Regions from separate parts of the Bicyclus anynana genome. Here region 2 is linked to region 1. A link is a contact called in public Hi-C data. All regions are on one chromosome and are shown on one strand. The core of a region is the stretch at or near the end of the contact, and the rest is flanking DNA. Distances in the headings are between cores, read along the strand shown.

Region 1 (4,780 bases), core at 1,710-4,209:
TCACCACCAACCTACGCCTCAAGTTAATCGTATTCCTTGCGTGCCCTGCGAAACGTTACTCAGTTTATAAGCGATGGTTTTCTACTTATCAGCTGGGCAATTTGTTGAGCCCGTCAATAATAACTAAAGAAAAAAAATTTAGTAATAGGTATACACAAAAAAATATGTTTTATTATTGCTTTAATGATTTACCTACCTACCTACCTAAACCTCGGATAATTAAAGGATTTTTTTAAGAAAGCTTTCTTAAAATAAAGCCTACTTTTTTATTTTTTCTACTAGTTAGCTCCTGGATTGGGTTGATACCTCGATTTACTGTCACTGTACCTACTTGAGAATATTGAACCACACAAATTAAATTACAGTATACACTACACACCTACACTGAGTAGCTACTAATAATGTAATGCAAAGTGAATAATAATAACGTAACGTTTTTTGTTTTAGGTGAAAGCTCGGGATCTTGTTCGGAGGAAGATGTTGGCAATGCCATGCCGGATGAAGCGAGAGATAGGCCAGAGGCGCACATGTGTCCACGTTGTCAGGAACAATTCGAAAACCTTCACGATTTCTTGTATCATAAGCGACTTTGCGATGAGAAAGCAATGCAAATGGGTGAAGAGAGGATGCACTCCGATCCGGAGGATATGGTAGTGTCAGGGGATGAAGAAATGGATGGTCCCAATAAACGACTAGAGCAAGTCAGGAGGCATCGACAAGATGCTGAAAATAATAATAGTCTCGAAGACGGCGAGGCCGAAATACCTGAAGCCGACATGCCCCCCGTGGGTCTGCCGTTCCCTTTGGCAGGACACGTTACTCTTGAGGCTCTACAAAATACGAGAGTAGCGGTCGCCCAATTCGCTGCAACAGCGATGGCAAATAATGCAAATAACGAAGCTGCTATACAAGAATTACAAGTGTTACACAACACTCTATACACTTTACAGTCACAACAAGTATTTCAACTTCAGTTAATACGTCAGCTTCAGAATCAGTTATCTCTAACTCGACGGAAAGAAGACGATCCACACAGCCCACCGCCAAGTGAACCAGAACAGAATGCCCCGTCAACGCCGGCTCGATCACCGTCGCCGCCGCGTCCGCCACGGGAGCCGTCGCCTGTTATACCCTCTCCTCCTACTAGCCAAAGTTTGCCGTCGACTCACACACATCATACACCCAAAACTGAACAGATATCTATCCCTAAGATTCCAACTTCCTCACCATCTTTAATGACCCACCCACTTTATAGTTCAATTTCTTCGTCATTAGCATCTTCCATCATAACAAACAATGATCCTCCACCGTCCCTAAATGAACCAAATACACTTGAAATGCTTCAAAAACGGGCACAGGAAGTACTCGACAATGCATCACAGGGCCTTCTAGCAAATAATCTTGCCGACGAATTAGCTTTTCGAAAATCCGGAAAAATGTCACCTTATGATGGAAAAAGTGGTGGCCGTAACGAACCTTTCTTTAAGCATCGCTGTAGATATTGTGGAAAAGTGTTCGGTAGCGACTCTGCACTTCAAATTCACATTCGTTCTCACACAGGGGAAAGACCTTTCAAATGTAACGTCTGTGGCTCTCGATTTACAACCAAAGGAAATCTTAAAGTTCATTTCCAAAGGCATACTTCGAAATTTCCACATGTCAAAATGAACCCTAATCCCGTTCCAGAACATTTGGATAAATATCACCCACCGTTATTAGCGCAATTGTCGCCGGGGCCCATTCCTGGAATGCCGCCACATCCACTTCAGTTTCCCCCAGGAGCCCCAGCTCCTTTTCCGCCAAACTTGCCATTATACAGGCCACCGCATCACGATTTATTGCCTCCACGCCCTTTGGGTGATAAGCCTCTCTCACATCACCCACTTTTTGCTATGCGAGAAGAACAAGACGCACCAGCTGATCTCAGTAAACCTTCCGCACCAAGCCCTCCTCGACCCGCGTCTGATATTTTTAAGTCTGAACCTCAAGACGAAGAGAGTCAACGAGATTCCAGTTTTGAAGAGACTGATCGTATATCACCTAAGCGAGAAATCGAAGACAATGATATAGGACAAGATGCAGAACAAGATCGATACCCATCCACATCACCGTACGATGACTGCAGTATGGATTCCAAATACAGCAACGAAGATCAAATCGGCAGAGATAGTCCACACGTGAAGCCCGATCCAGATCAACCGGAAAATCTCTCAAGTAAGACTTCATCGATATCTGGACCAATTTCAATAGCAACGGGACTACGTACTTTCCCTTCATTTCCACTTTTTCCACACTCCCCCCCAAGTAGTGTTTCTTCGGGTAGCCTTACACCATTTCACCACCATCCCAATAGTACAATGGATAGTGCTCTTACTCGCGACCCATTGTTTTACAATGCAATTTTACCACGTCCAGGTAGCAACGATAACTCTTGGGAAAGCTTAATAGAAATCACGAAAACCTCAGAAACAACAAAATTGCAACAATTAGTAGATAATATCAATAACAAAGTATCTGATCCAAATGAATGTATTGTATGCCATCGCGTATTGTCTTGTAAAAGTGCTTTACAGATGCACTATCGGACTCATACTGGTGAACGACCATTTCGATGCAAATTATGTGGTCGTGCGTTTACCACTAAAGGAAATTTAAAAACACATATGGGAGTGCACCGTATAAAGCCTCCATCACAGTTATTACACCAATGTCCCGTGTGTCATAAAAAATTTTCGGATCCATCAATGTTACATCAACACATCCGTCTTCACACGGGTGAACGAAACAATGTGTTCTTTAACCAGTATCACGATAATGAGATAAACAGTCAGTCATTACCCGGGTCAGACGTCACAGAGTACAATTCCTTCCATTCAATACCGCCTCCTATCTTCCCCACTCCTTCCACTCCCGGCGACCGAAGGGCGGACTCCCGCGGAACCGACGACGAGAGCGGCCGAGACGAGCGCGAGCCCGCCACTCGGGAGTTCGACGACGAACCAGATATCAAAGATCGTCGAACTTCACCGCTCTCCGTCTGCGCCTCGGCGTCCGAATTTGAAGTAAAAACCATCACCACAACGGCTTCCCTCCCATCGGCGACAGGTTCGGAGAGCGGGCGGAGTGCACGGGGGTCGCCACCGTCGCCGTCGCCGTCGCCGTCGGCGCTGTCCACGCCGCCGCGTCTGCCACACCACTCGCCGCTGCCGTCGCCCCCGACGCCCCTGGCGGCGCTCGGCGCGCTCGGCGGATCGCCCTTCAGCCCGCTCGGACTTGCCTTTCCTCCCGCAGGTATGCGATAGCGGGCTCTTGCTATACGTCCGCCCCGGTCGTCCGCTCCACTCCTCTCTCCTAAAAATGATTTACTCAATAACCCCTCTTTGCTGGACAATTCCCATATTAAACTATAAATAACGATTTCCTAGAATTCAACTAAACATTGTGTTGATACGTATTTATGTTCGGAGTTTTATAGTGGCAATGAACAGTCAATTTGTTTGTATGCAGTGCGCGGCAACACAACGTGTACCATCTGCTACAAGACATTCGCCTGCAACTCGGCACTGGAGATCCACTATCGGAGCCACACCAAGGAACGGCCTTTCAAGTGCACCGTCTGCGATAGAGGCTTTTCTACCAAGGTGAGTTAATATTTTATTAAGAATAGTTTTAATAAATACGCAAGTATGTAAAAATTTCACATTTTCACATATTTCATACACCGATACTTCGTATACGTGCAGCTAGCAAAATGATAATCGTGTAGCAGTCACGTTCTAAGTATGAGCTCCGATTGAATACTGCTGGCCCGGCGCCAGCTTTTACTTTATTGTTACGAGTACCAACACAAATAGCGACACAAATCTGCTCTTTTACAACATTTCTTCTAATTTTCACAACATATCAAACCTATCTAATAATTAAACTAGAATAAAATTTTAAAACCAGTAATAACATACATCTAAACGTATCCGCAAATATATGCTTAGTATCTAAACAACCAGTGGATCTACATAAAATTACTTATTTATTAAAATCACGGAAGCCCCTACTCGTATTCGAGCTTTACTCGGAAGTTGGCCGCGACATCGAAAAGCAACTTGCTCGTGCGCTACGACGAACTTTATGCTCCGGTTTCATTTCATCTAAGTTTCAGTGCATTAATTTTGCAGGCCGTAATTACAAGTCCCTAGCCGACGCCTTTAGTTCGCATTAGTTTTAGCCGTTGTCTTTCCTTACATCCGTGCCCACCGACTTGGCAAATAAATGTCGACCAACTCTCGGAAACTGTTGGATATTTGACTGTAAAAATTAATCTAAGTTCATAAATGTATCTCTAAATGTACAAAGACATCATGACGAATGTTTCTTATATATGTAATACTAGCGGACCCGGTCAAGCTTCGCTTTGACTTTTGTGCACTTCTTCCCTACCCTTACCCTACTCCTACCCTCCCCCTACCCTAACCCTTATCCACTACCTAACTATGGCTTTACATTAAAATTTTCGCAGTTCAAAATGATTGTTTTTAAAAAAAGCAGCAGCTAAATGAAAAACAGACTCAAACGAGAAATAAACAAATATGAAATGAGGCTCATCCACTAATTGACAACCACTCAGAGCAACCAACTATAAAATGTACATAATACCAGAGCAAAAAAGTTTTACCTATGATATTATTACTGTACAGTGTAGATTATAAATCGTGATGAAAACTGTAGATGATTGTAGGACTATACCTACTCATACCATATATCTAAACACTCTGTGAGTTCCCGA
Region 2 (4,780 bases), core at 775-3,274, 310 kb before region 1:
GGTGTTGCTTGATACTGTTGTCCAGTTTGATATCCGCGTGACTGCCATGTTGTTGATTGAGTCTGTTCCCCGAACCGAATTTCGGTAATGATATTTATAACTTTGCTTTGGAATGTCAAAGTTTGTAATTCCGTAAAGCTGTCCAAAGAAGGCAAAATTCCTTTGAAAAATGATAAGTGGCGGTTTTCTTTCTCTTGCAACGCTTTTAATGCTTGCGCCTCGAAATCATCTATTGCTTGGTTTGATCTCTTACGGCTTGCAGGCACGTAGCGAGAAGGACCTGGGGGTAACGAGGACATTTCTTTTGTAGGAAATGGAGAAGATGATGCTGTGTTTTCATTTCGTTCCGTTTCTTCAGACACCATTTCAAGGCTACTATCAGTTTTATTTTGGGCAACTTTCATCAAAAACAGCAACTGATTGTAATAATGATATTTCTTCAATTGTTTTGCCCCTGATCCAGACGAACTGTTTTCTTTTATTTTTTTTACGTATCGAAAAAAGTTGTCCTTCACGCTTCTCCATTTTTTCACAACCTCGTTACCTGCAAAGAAAGAAAAAAATGTGTAAGTACCTAACTTGTCTACACTGACCAATCTAAATGGGCCACCCTGTTTATTTTTTTGTGTTTCTATTTCAGGTACTTAGGCAGCGGAAATTCGATAAACGACTTGCATTTCAAATTTAAACGTGGAAGAGCAACAATTTCTAGAACTATTTCGTCAGTTTGTCAAGCTATATGGAAATATGTTCGACCACTGTACATAGAAGAGATCACAGTAGAAAAACTACAAAATATTGCATTAGATTTTGATCTCAAAGCTAACTTTCCTCATTGCTTCGGGGCAATTGATGGGAAACATATACGTTTAATAAAACCAGACAAAAGTGGCTCTCTGTTTTATAATTATAAAAAATATTTTTCAATTGTTTTGCTGGCGGTTGTTGACTCAAATTATAAGTTTGTTTTTGTCGACGTGGGTGCATATGGTAAGGAAAGTGATTCTACTATTTTTAGAAATTCGACACTGTACAAGATTTTAATGAGAAATGAATTACCATTGCCTGATCCTCAACCACTTGGAAATGATCATAATAACGAGCCACCCATCCCTTATGTACTCGTCGGTGATGAAGCTTTTGGTTTAAGTAAGCATGTTATGCGCCCATACGGCGGATCCAATCTCAATGTGAAACAAAGAGTTTATAATTATCGCCTTAGCAGAGCACGTAGATACGTGGAATGTGCATTTGGGATCATGGCAAATAAATGGCGCATTTTACATAGGCCAATTGATACGTCATATGATTTAACTATTAATATTGCGAAAGCATGTTGTGTTTTACACAATTTTGTTATACAACACGATGGGTTAAAACAACAAGACAATATGGCAATAAGTAGGTTCTCACAATTGAGACCCCATAGCAATGAAGAATCATTAGCCGAAAATTTTATCAGAGATCAATTTGCTAATTACTTTATGAGTCCAGAAGGGGCTTTACCATGGCTGTTGAAAAAGATATAAATTAACTTATGTATTGAATTTACAAATAATATAATAAATAACAACTCACCAATTTTGTTCTTTTTTTGGTCCTCAAACTCCTCGTAATCTTGAAATATTTTTTTACAAACAGCTACCCATTCATTCGCTTTACGAAATTTATCACTGTAATGTTCGTGTGATTTATCCCATATAATGGGTCTTTCTTGGACCAAGGATATGAGAAAATCTATATCAATATCCTGCTCACTCATGGTAAAATAGAAAATGTCGTTACGCTCGTCTAGCTTTCTCCTCTAGCAGTGCATCACTGTCCGTCGTCGCAGCGGAGCTCCGACAACGCAGCGCATCACCCTCCCTCCCGCTATAGTCTCTTGTCCGTCGATCCGTTGAAACGTCGCGCGCGACGACGCAACGGTCTAATGGGGCATGTCATAAAAAATGTATGGAAAACGACGCAGCGACGACGCTGCGACGACGCAACGCAGCGCAACGCACTAATGGGGCCTCGCTCTAATACGCGCAATAGCGGCCCGCACTCAGGGCTGCCAACTCCCGAAAATTTACTCCGAAATAGTGATTTGTTCACTGCATTGTGTAAATAATGTTTTTGATTATTGTAGAATGTGTGGCTGACTGAAACGCTACATTGTTGTTTAGACTTTTAAAAAAACGCATACAGTGTGTACCCACCCTTTAATTTTGGAAATTTTGCAGTATGTTCGTAGTAAATGTGCGTAACTATCTATTTCATTATTTTGTAAAAAAAAACTCACATACAATCTAACCTCTTTACTTAATATTTTGTATAGTTTGTAGCAATGATTAAGAGCAGTAAAAGCCACTATACCTAGTAGTAAGATGAAATTTCGGATTAAAGTACTGCAGATGTGCCAAATATTATACATACGTCTCCATCTAAAAGATAAAGGCTAACAAAAGTTGGTATTTGCCCATAAATATACAATTTAATTTCGTTGATCAACTCAGACATACCTACCTATGAAGCAGAGTTGACAACCCTATCCATACCGGTATACCGGTATAAAAAGACATCAGACTTAAAAGTATACGTCACCAGCTAATCCACCCGTAAAATGTCCCAAATCACAAAAAAGCAACCGACGACAAAAGTGTTGTTGTATCAACGTAAAATGAAATTTAATAAACATCGAACAATAAGGCTGGCTGTAGATGGATTTTGGGAAGATCCAGATAGTGAATGGGAGATAAGCTGGCAAAAGGTTTGCGAGCATCGCGTTATGTTTGATGTCGCTTCTCGTCGCCGAAGCGTAAACGTTTTAGAGCAAAATTGCCAACTCTAGTGGCATCTGCTAAATGTACACTCCAAACAAATAATAGTTTTAATTTTGTAGATGGAATGTCATATTGTCACTTTGATAGAAAACTTTCCGACGATAAGTAATTAAATATATTTAGACTACTAGTTTTTATACGAGTATACCTACTTATATGAGGATAAAAAAATATTTATGAGGGTAAAAAACTTTTCAATTAGTTCGGTTATTTATAAAGCATGTGTTATGACACTAATATTAGGCGAAATTTTGTGTGTGTGTGTTTGTTTATTTGCTGCGGCTAATGAAGCGATTTGGCGAAAATTTGGAATAGAAATGGATTTTACTCTGGATTAACACATAGGCTACTTTTCGTCCCGGTTTCATGGTTCCCGCGGGATTTGTGAAAAACTTTAAAGTTAACGTCTACGTGGACGAAGTCGCCGGCGTTCGCTACTTAAAAATAAAAATGAGATACCTTGATAAAAAAGGCTTTAGCTTTAGGTGACGCGGTGGGTTTGTTCATAATTTGTGTATCAAAGAAATAAAATAATTTTTGTTATTTGATCTTTATAGTCCTAGGGCCTAGATTTTTCCCATATAAGCATAATCGTTCTATTTTCTGATTATGTTTGTTGGATTTTATGTATTTTGTACGTCGCTACTATATATGTATGTATAGTTTCCAATGTTACTGTCGCTTTTCTAACGCCATGAACTACTAACTCTTTCTGGCTCTCGTACTTACGTTTTCTGATTCTCACTCATAGAGATATTTCAAATTCTACTCTCCTTCATCATTCGCCTATTGCATTTATGCTTTTTATCTTCAAAACGCGTAGAAATCTCTGTCGAGAATCTTGTGTAATCCTGGAAAAAAGAAATATATCACTCTTATCATAAGTTCAAATAATAAATAACGCCTTAATTGGACAAAACACAATAGCGTTAAAAAATTTAATTTTCTCGCAATCATCTCCAAAGTGTATTAGAAGATAAGTATCAAACGTTTCTATTTAACTTCTCCCGAGCACAAATTCCCGGGGCGCCATATTGAAATGTTTATAATTAAATTACATAAAGACGAAGAAAATTAATTTCACAGTAGCAAGTGGCGAGCGTCTCGTCGCCGGCAAGGCGGAAGGCGCTCAAAGATGGCGCTAGCTACGCGTCTACAAATCTCATTTCCGAGATGTTTTTGAAAATTGCCGAGGAGTTGAATAATCACGTTATAACTTAACGGTATTAAATTTTATACGTTAAAGTGTTAATATTTCATTTCCAAGTTTAATTTAATTAATTCCAAAGTTGGGAATCTTCAGAGCGCGAAGGGTATAACTTTCTGTGACATATCTTAAGACTTGAACTCTTGATTAATGATCTACATTACTTTGATAGGATTAATATTTTGAGGAATTACTGTTCATTTCATTGTTTAATTACTAACACAATGGCCCACATGTCACTAATAATAAATGTAGTGTGCTATTATGTTTGTACAACCTTACAAAGTCTTATGTTACAAATTCGAAATTTATTTGTACCTACAGTTTATTAGTTAATTAAAAAATATATAATTTATCTTGAGAAATATCGCAAGCCTGTCGTCCCGTGTGCGTTGAATCCTCAGAAAGCGGTAGCTCGGCGACGAAACAAATTGATGTACCCAAATAATTATTAATGCCTCACGAAATTTAATTGGAAAAGTTGAATTTGTATCGCGCTCACGGCGTAGGTGAGCGATTTTAGTCGCGGGACCGAGTTGCGACTGTTTACGAGATAATTAATCTCAAAGTATTTACGGCTTTAATCGAGGCACTGCCGCCCGATGGGGGAATAACTCTCGTATGTAATAACGTCGCTGCTGGATGTGTGATACTTTTGTGTGTATGGTTCACATGTGCGCGTTATACGGAGCAGCACTAAACAATTTATTTATTAGGTACCTTTATGCTTGTATGTCAATTGTTTTTG

What was found. Hi-C and Micro-C count contacts between places; a contact is called where the count stands out from the background.
Region 2: a Hi-C map of whole body shows a contact between it and region 1, with 6 times the contacts expected there. The contact joins the promoter of LOC128199890 here to the enhancer-like site in region 1. A contact is called at or near these places in 2 of 2 Hi-C or Micro-C datasets (whole body and whole larva).

The regions. Positions count from the first base shown.
Region 1 is chr3:8,863,635-8,868,414 of ilBicAnyn1.1, reverse strand. LOC112046662 (sal-like protein 3) reads left to right here. Exons shown (of 9, transcript XM_024083373.2): 2 at 448-2,214; 3 at 3,106-3,291; 4 at 3,508-3,641. Among protein-coding and RNA genes, the nearest start is that of LOC112046662, 17 kb to the left of the region's middle. Within about 2 kb of position 2,959, at least 7 of the 8 cell types and tissues checked have open chromatin away from gene starts, as enhancers often do.
Region 2 is chr3:9,175,113-9,179,892 of ilBicAnyn1.1, reverse strand. It overlaps LOC128199890, which reads right to left and starts at 2,024. Exons shown (of 2, transcript XM_052891232.1): 1 at 1,579-2,024; 2 at 1-544. The coding sequence starts at 1,762.